2 separate regions of the Sus scrofa genome follow, and region 2 is linked to region 1. A link is a contact called in public Hi-C data. All regions are on one chromosome and are shown on one strand. Each heading gives the region's core, a stretch centred on a gene start, on an enhancer-like site or on the middle of the called end of the contact. The rest is flanking DNA. Distances are from core to core; before and after follow the strand shown. Region 1 has its middle 30 kb from the start of IL12RB1. Region 2 holds the start of SLC5A5 (solute carrier family 5 member 5).

The links. A called contact is a pair of places that touch in the nucleus more often than the background predicts.
Region 2: a Hi-C map of epiblast stem cells shows a contact between it and region 1, with 2.7 times the contacts expected there. The contact joins the promoter of SLC5A5 here to the enhancer-like site in region 1. A contact is called at or near these places in 4 of 47 Hi-C or Micro-C datasets (embryonic fibroblasts, epiblast stem cells, omental adipose tissue and 1 more).

Annotation. Positions count from the first base shown.
Region 1 is chr2:59,736,309-59,739,800 of Sscrofa11.1, reverse strand. No RefSeq gene overlaps it. Among named protein-coding and RNA genes, the nearest start is that of IL12RB1, 30 kb to the right of the region's middle. Within about 2 kb of position 1,925, at least 29 of the 83 cell types and tissues checked have an H3K27ac peak or open chromatin away from gene starts, as enhancers often do. A contact at or near this core is called in epiblast stem cells, omental adipose tissue and subcutaneous adipose tissue, where this site is marked.
Region 2 is chr2:59,883,482-59,886,973 of Sscrofa11.1, reverse strand. It overlaps SLC5A5 (solute carrier family 5 member 5), which reads left to right and starts at 1,888. Exons shown (of 15, transcript NM_214410.1): 1 at 1,888-2,456; 2 at 3,307-3,372. The coding sequence starts at 2,100.

The DNA.
Region 1 (3,492 bases), core at 676-3,175:
CCTGGGAACTTCCACATGCCACAGGTACAGCCAAAAAAATAAAAAATAAAATACAATAAAAGCAGAGAATTACAATGGGACAAAACAGTTCTCGGTATACACCAAGAGAATTGAAAACAGGTGTTGCCACCACACCTTGGACACAATGTTCATGGCAGCACTATTCACAATCTCCAAAAGGTGGAAACAGCCCAAATGTCCATCAATAGATAAACAGAGTAGATAAACAAAATGCAGTCCATCCATACAATGGACTATTACTCAGCTATGAAAAGGAATGAAGTTCCGATAAGTAGGACAATGTGGATGAATCTCAGGAGCTTCATGCTGAGTTTTTTCACAAAAGGCCACAAAAGGCCACATGTTACATAATCCCATTTATATGAAATGTCCAGAACAGGCAAATCATAGAGACAGTAGATCAGTGTTGTCAGAGGATGGGGGAGGGAGGAGGGGGAGTGACTGCTCATGGGGACGAGTCTCTTTTGAGGTAGTGGAGATGCTCAAACTAGAAAGTAATGATGGTTACACAACATTGTGTAGGTACTAAATGCCACTGAACTGTTCACTTTAAAAGGGTGAAGAGGGAGTTCTCGTTGTGACTCAGTGAGTTAAGAACCTAACTTGTATTCATGAGAATGAGGGCTCGATCCCTGGCCTGCCTCATTGGGTTAAAGATCGGATGTTGCCGTGAGCTGAAGCATAGGTCTCAGATGTGGTCTGGAACCTGCATTGCTATGGCCAAGGGCCTGGCGTCTGAGGCAGTGAAGGGTGAGAGGCCAGGCCAGGGCTCAGGGCTATTCCATGTCATTTCCTGCAGCCTTGGTCCCCAGAGGGCCCTGAGACCCCAGCCCCATCCTGGTTCAAAGGAAGAGGCAGAGACAACATCTCTCCAACCATAGGCTGCTGGAGAGACTGAAGAAACAGGTATCTGGGGAGGTAAACTGAGGCAACCTGTCCCCCTTTGGGAGACATGCGTCCTGACTCCTGAAGGAAACCACGGTGAAAGGGAGAGTCAGACCAAGAGAGGAAGAGACAGGAGTTCCCTGGTGGCTCAGCGGGTTAAGGATCCCGCCTTGTCACTGCCGCGGCATGGGTTTGATTCCTGGCCCAGGAATTTCTACATGACTCAGTTATGGCCAAAACTAACTAACTAACTAACTAAATAGAAGAAAGAGAGAAAGAGACAGAGGAGAGGAGGTGAAGAGGGGGGCAAGGGCTCTGGAGAATGGTAAAAGGTACCCATTTTGCAGAATAGAACACTGAGGCCAACCAGGTTGACTCACCTGTTTTGGGCTGAAACAAGAGTAGGAAGCATCTTTGAATAACTCCCAGATCAGATCTCTAACGCTCCAGCTCCAGAACCTCCACCCCTACCCCCACCAAGCTACAACTAAAACTCATGTCCCCAGGCTCCAGAGGGCTGTGACCTCTATCTCTGCCTCATGGACTCCCCACCAACCACATCTGCCACAGGCCCTTTGCTCTTGCTGTTCTGGCCTCTCTTCACCATCTTGGCCCTAGCACCACAAAACTCTGCCTCACTCTTGTTCCTTATACTTTCACCCTCCCAGGTTTATTCTAACTATCTTTGTGAGGATTAGATTAGCATCTGCCTTCCCTACCCAACCAGGAGCCTCTGGTGACTAGACCAATTCTGACCTGTGCAGGCCAGGAATTGGTATACAGTAGGTGCTCAACACTGATTTCCTGAATCAGTGAAGGAATGAAGCTGTGAAAGTGGGTCTTACCAGTCTTGGTTGTTGGAGCTCCTAGGGAAACTGAGGGATCAACCCTCAGAGGAGCCCCAGAATAATGAATATACAGTATGTGCTCAATAAACACTGGGCCAGGGCTCTGCTAAGAGCCTTATACAGATGGATACAAGTAGAGACCCAGAGAGGAACTTCCTATTATACAGATGGGTACAAGTAGAGGCCTAGAGAGGAACTTCTTATGAGTCATCTTCTAGCAGCAGAAACAGAACCCAAGAGTGGTTTTAACAAAAAAAGAATTAGGGGAGTTCCTTGGTTCAGTGGGTTAAGAATCCAGCATTGTCACTGCTGTGGCTCAGGTTATGTCACAGGTTTAATCTCTGGCCCGGAATTTCTGCATGCTTCAGAAAAAGAGAAACAGGGTTAAGGGGCTTCAGGTATGGCTGGATCCAGGAACTAGGATTATCTGTGCTGCTGTCCTCTCTGAAACTTTCTCTCCCAGGCAGGCTCAGCCTCCCGGCCCCCACTCCCCACCACCTGTAGAAGCAAGGTGTCCACTTTCCCCATTCATTTCATCGTGTTTCTAGTGGTGCTCCACAAATATTGAACTACTCCTTGGACCCAGGGGATTGTGCCTGAGGGTAGGTTTGCTGACTCCCATGGCCACCCAACTGGGTCCTGTGCTACTGGTGGGCCCAAGACTGGGACAATCAGCACGGGTTCTCTGGAGGTTCCACTGTGTATGTGTTTGGTGGGGGAGGGGCGGGACGGGGTGGGGATGGATTCTGGACTTGAGGTGGGTGGCTCTAGGCCCCTGGGGGTCAGGTAATTCTGGTGTTTCTTATAAGGCTACTGATCCACCTTTCCCTCCTTCCTGTCTACTTTGGGCCCTGCCACTGTCCAAGCCTCCTTCTCAGGCTGGCACCCAGCCCTAAGGAATGAGGAGGGCTGATCCTCAAGGGAGGGCTTATCTGGTGGAGGGTACGCCTTGAGCAAAAGCTGGGAGGTGACAAATCCAAGGGATGGAACACTCGCAGAACAGTGAGCAGCCACTGTAGCCGGGGCACTGGCCAAGTCTTTTGTTTCCCCATCTAGATGCATAGATGGGGAAACTGAGGGCCGCCCCCCCGCAAAGGGGAAGGGCCTTCCGGCCCTATTGCCTGCCAGACATCCCTCACTCTCATCGCCTTTCGCCACAAAATTCCGTGGTTCTGGGTTTTAATCCCCCGCCCTCATCTAAAACCGGAAAAGTCTGTTTTGCAAACTCCCTGGGAGGTGGGAGGGTGCTGGGCGGGCTGAGCCTGAGAGATACGCGCCGCTGCTGCCACCTGGTGGTCACGGGAGGAATCCGAGACAACACGTTTAAGCACGAAGGGCTGTCGGGGGAGGCGGGTAGAGGAAGCCCGTGGATTCAGGGTGTATCTGGGGGGGCAGAGGTCCTGCTGCGGGGTGTTGTGTGTTAGGACATGGGAAGAACCCCACGTCCCTACCTGAGCTTTGGGCGGAGGGGCGGGGCTGGGGGATAACCAAGCCTCCTGCTATGAGGGGACTCAGCCCCACTCCCCCTCTGGGCCTGTCCATTCTTCCAGTCCCCTACCCTTCGACATCGTATGCCCACCTCCCAGTCCTAACTTCGCAGAATTCTGAGTGATCATCCAGTTTTGTCTCCCTCCTATTGGGTGCTCCTGAGGGCACCCAAAGGCAGCGATTGGTAAATGTGTATGAAATGAGTTAATTTTCAGGCTCCTACAGGGGTGGGGGGCAGGGAGTTGTGGGT
Region 2 (3,492 bases), core at 639-3,138, 150 kb before region 1:
TAACTGCTGAGCCACAATGGGAACTCCTGCATCAGTTTCTGAAATGGGTATTCATCTGCAGGTTTGGTCAGAGCCATGAGCCTGTGGGCAGGGTGGGTTCACCTGGATCCTGCTGTGTCCTCGGCACCTGGAGTGGGGCCCTGCACATACTAGGTGCTTAATGCATGAGATTCAGCCCAGGTGTCATTCTGCAGCCTGGACCCTTCTTCTACCACTGCAGGAGAAGCAGGGAGCTGGCAGGGGACAATCACCCCTCTGAGCACCCCTCTGGGGAGACAAGGCCAGTTTTACCTGGCTTACATCAGTTTGCATATATTTGCATTGATTGGCGCAGCTTTGAGGGAATCCACCCGGATTTCCCCTTTCTCATCACGTTTTCCTGGAGGATGCAGCAGGGAACTAGAAGGAGGAAAAACTCCCAAGTTCTCCCCACCCTCCTGGCAGGAGATGCATGCCAGTGAGCAGCAGATTCTCATGTGGAGGCGTGCTATCGCAGCTCCAGGAAGGATCTGGCTGGCCCTGCACTGTGCCACGAGTTGGAGAGAGGAGACAGTCCCCGGTGACTCCTGAGGATGCCTGGGGGGGAGGATGCACCCAGCTTGGGAGGTGCGTGTCTGCCAGAGGGGGCCACCAGGGGGCGTCAGAGGCTGGGGACGGTTAGGGAGCCCTAACTTCAACCCAAGGAATTCTTAGATCCCTCCCGGCTCATAGAGGAGAGAACCCAGCATTCACAGGGCGAGATAGGATTCGAACTCAGAGCTCAGAGCCTCTGGAGGCCCAAGTCCCTCAGGGTCCAGTAGCGAAGGGTCCCAAGATGACAGTGTTGCATTTCTTGATGGCATGACCCCACACAAAGGACTTTCCCTTCCCCTGTACCTCAGATCTCTTCATTTGTAACATTAGGGGCCGACCAGACACTACTTCCCCAGGTTTTCATGTCTCTCCATATATTCAAGTTCATGGCCAGTGACAGCCCCTCCATGACCTCCATCATACACTTAATGCCTGGCACAGCGTAGGTTCTCAATGCATATTTGGTGAAGGAACCAACAAATGAGGGAAGAAATGAATGAATGAGGTACTTACTCTGTGCCAGGCTGTGTTATGCGGGTTGAATTTATTCCTCCGAGGCAAGGGCTATATGTTAGCCCCACTTACAGATGGGGAATTGAGGCCCAGAAAGAAGCAAAGACTACTTCAGATATATATGTGCTCAGAACCCCACTACCTCCCACTAAGCTTAACCTAAGGACAGCGTTTGGTGATGTTCTCCTGCTAGAAAGGGAGTGGGTCAAGGTGCCAGTCGGGGGAGGGGTTGAAGCAGTGCAGGTTTCCTTTTGGGGACGCTGCAACCTTGAAAGTAAACCCCAGTCCCGTGGGTGAGCGAGCTCCCCTGTAGGTCAAGATACAAAAGCACAGTGGGGATTTGAATGCTGTGTAGTGCTGGGTAAGTGACATGCCAACTCTGAGTCTCAGTTTCCCCACTTGTCACAGGGAGACTTTAAAAGCTTATGGCCAGGGGAAAGGGCCACGCGAAGCAAGGGGGGCATCCATCACCCCCACCCCCAGCAGCCACCCAAGTGTCCTGTCCCAGCCTCTCTGGCCCAGTCCAGAAGGGAAAGGGTGCGGGTCCTTCCCGCCCCCACACGCGGGGGCGGAGTTTCGTCGACCCGGAGCCCAATAAATCCGCAGCCCTGCAGCCAGCTGCGCGTTTAAGCCCCGCCAAGACCTCCAGCAGTCAGAGCTGAGCGCGGCTCCCAGGGAGAGGACAGACAGAGGGCTGGGAAGTGGACACGCAGCTGCACGGGGCAGCCGGACCAAGTGGAGGCCAGGTGGACGGACAGACAGACGGCAGAGACAGACGCCAAAGACCGAGAGGAAAGTCAGGGAGGCAGTCGAGGATCCACAGATTCCTTGCCCGGGGAACCTCGGCCCGCAGGGGACGAAGGGGAACCGGCGCGCAGTGTCGCATCGGAGGCCGAGCATCCTCCCACCTCCTCGCAGTCCTGCCTTCTGGGCCGCTGCCAACTTCCCTCAGCCCGGGAGCTCGAGGTGGCTGGAAAGGCTCAGGACGCGCCTTGTCCCCGCACCCGGCCCTCATGGCGACCGTCGAGGGAGGCGCGCGGGCCACGTTCGGAGCCTGGGACTACGGAGTCTTCGCCCTCATGCTGCTGGTGTCCACTGGCATCGGGCTGTGGGTTGGGCTGGCGCGGGGTGGGCAGCGCAGCGCCGAGGACTTCTTCACCGGGGGCCGGCGCCTGACGGCCGTGCCCGTCGGCCTCTCGCTGTCCGCCAGCTTCATGTCGGCGGTACAGGTGCTAGGCGTGCCAGCGGAGGCCTACCGCTATGGCCTCAAGTTCCTCTGGATGTGCCTGGGACAGCTGCTCAACTCGCTGCTCACTGCCCTACTCTTCCTCCCAGTTTTCTACCGCCTGGGCCTCACCAGCACTTACCAGGTACGGGGCAGAGACCCTGAGGCAGGACCTGCCTGGTGGGGAATAAAGGGATGCGGAGGGGGAGGCCCTGAGCTTTGAATTGCTGTGCAGGGAGCCGCAGGCGGGCTCCTCGGCGTCTTCATAGGGTAGCCACCAGGCGGACCAGTAGGGAGGGTTCTGGGAAGAAGCCTGAGGCAGTGGGGCCAGGGGCCGGAAGGAGGAAGAGGAGCTGGTGGCGTCCTGGTTTTCTTTGGTGAAAACCCGCTCAGGGAGGGGCCAGCCCGGCCAGGGGCGCGCTCACGTGTGGACAGGAGCACCCCTGCTCTCCACATGCGTGGGCTTGCGTACACCCGACTGCTCGCCCGGCGGCCCGCTCCGGGTTCCAACCCCAACTTCCCCGCTTCCTCCTACCTCCCGCAAGACTTTGCCTCCCAGCTCGGGTTCCCTAAAAGTCTAAGTGGCCTGATTTCAGGACTTCCCTCCAGGGCAGTGGGCAAAGTGATTACAATACTGACCAGTATACGGTAGGCCACCCATCACAGTTGGCCGCAGGCACTGACTGTTATCTTGCCAAAGTTGACTCCGAGCCGCAGCAGCCGGTGGCGGGGGCCGACCAGACTTGAGTGGGGGTGGGCGGGGCCGATGTGTGCACTTTTGATGGCTCAGTCCTCCTGGGCACAGGCGCGGGGATGGCGCTTGTGTACAAGTGTGTGCAGATAGGTCGGAGTGTGTGCACTTGGCTGGAAACCCTGCGGGTTAGAGGGTGGACAGCGCAGAAACCAAGGGGGCGGGTGAAGGACCCCAGAGGCCTCCGGCTCCTCTTGGGTAGGACCTGTCCGCGTGACCACAAGCCCTCGGTTCCCTCTTGCAGTACCTGGAGCTGCGCTTCAGCCGCGCTGTGCGGCTCTGCGGGACCCTGCAGTACCTGGTGGCTACAGTGAGTGGCCTCGGTCCCGCCCTCTCCCCCGCCAGGGTCCAACTTTGTGCAGTCTGGGTCGGGTCCGCCCACAGCCCTTACAACCTCGCCTGGTGGGGCCCGCCCCTATCCTGCAAGGCC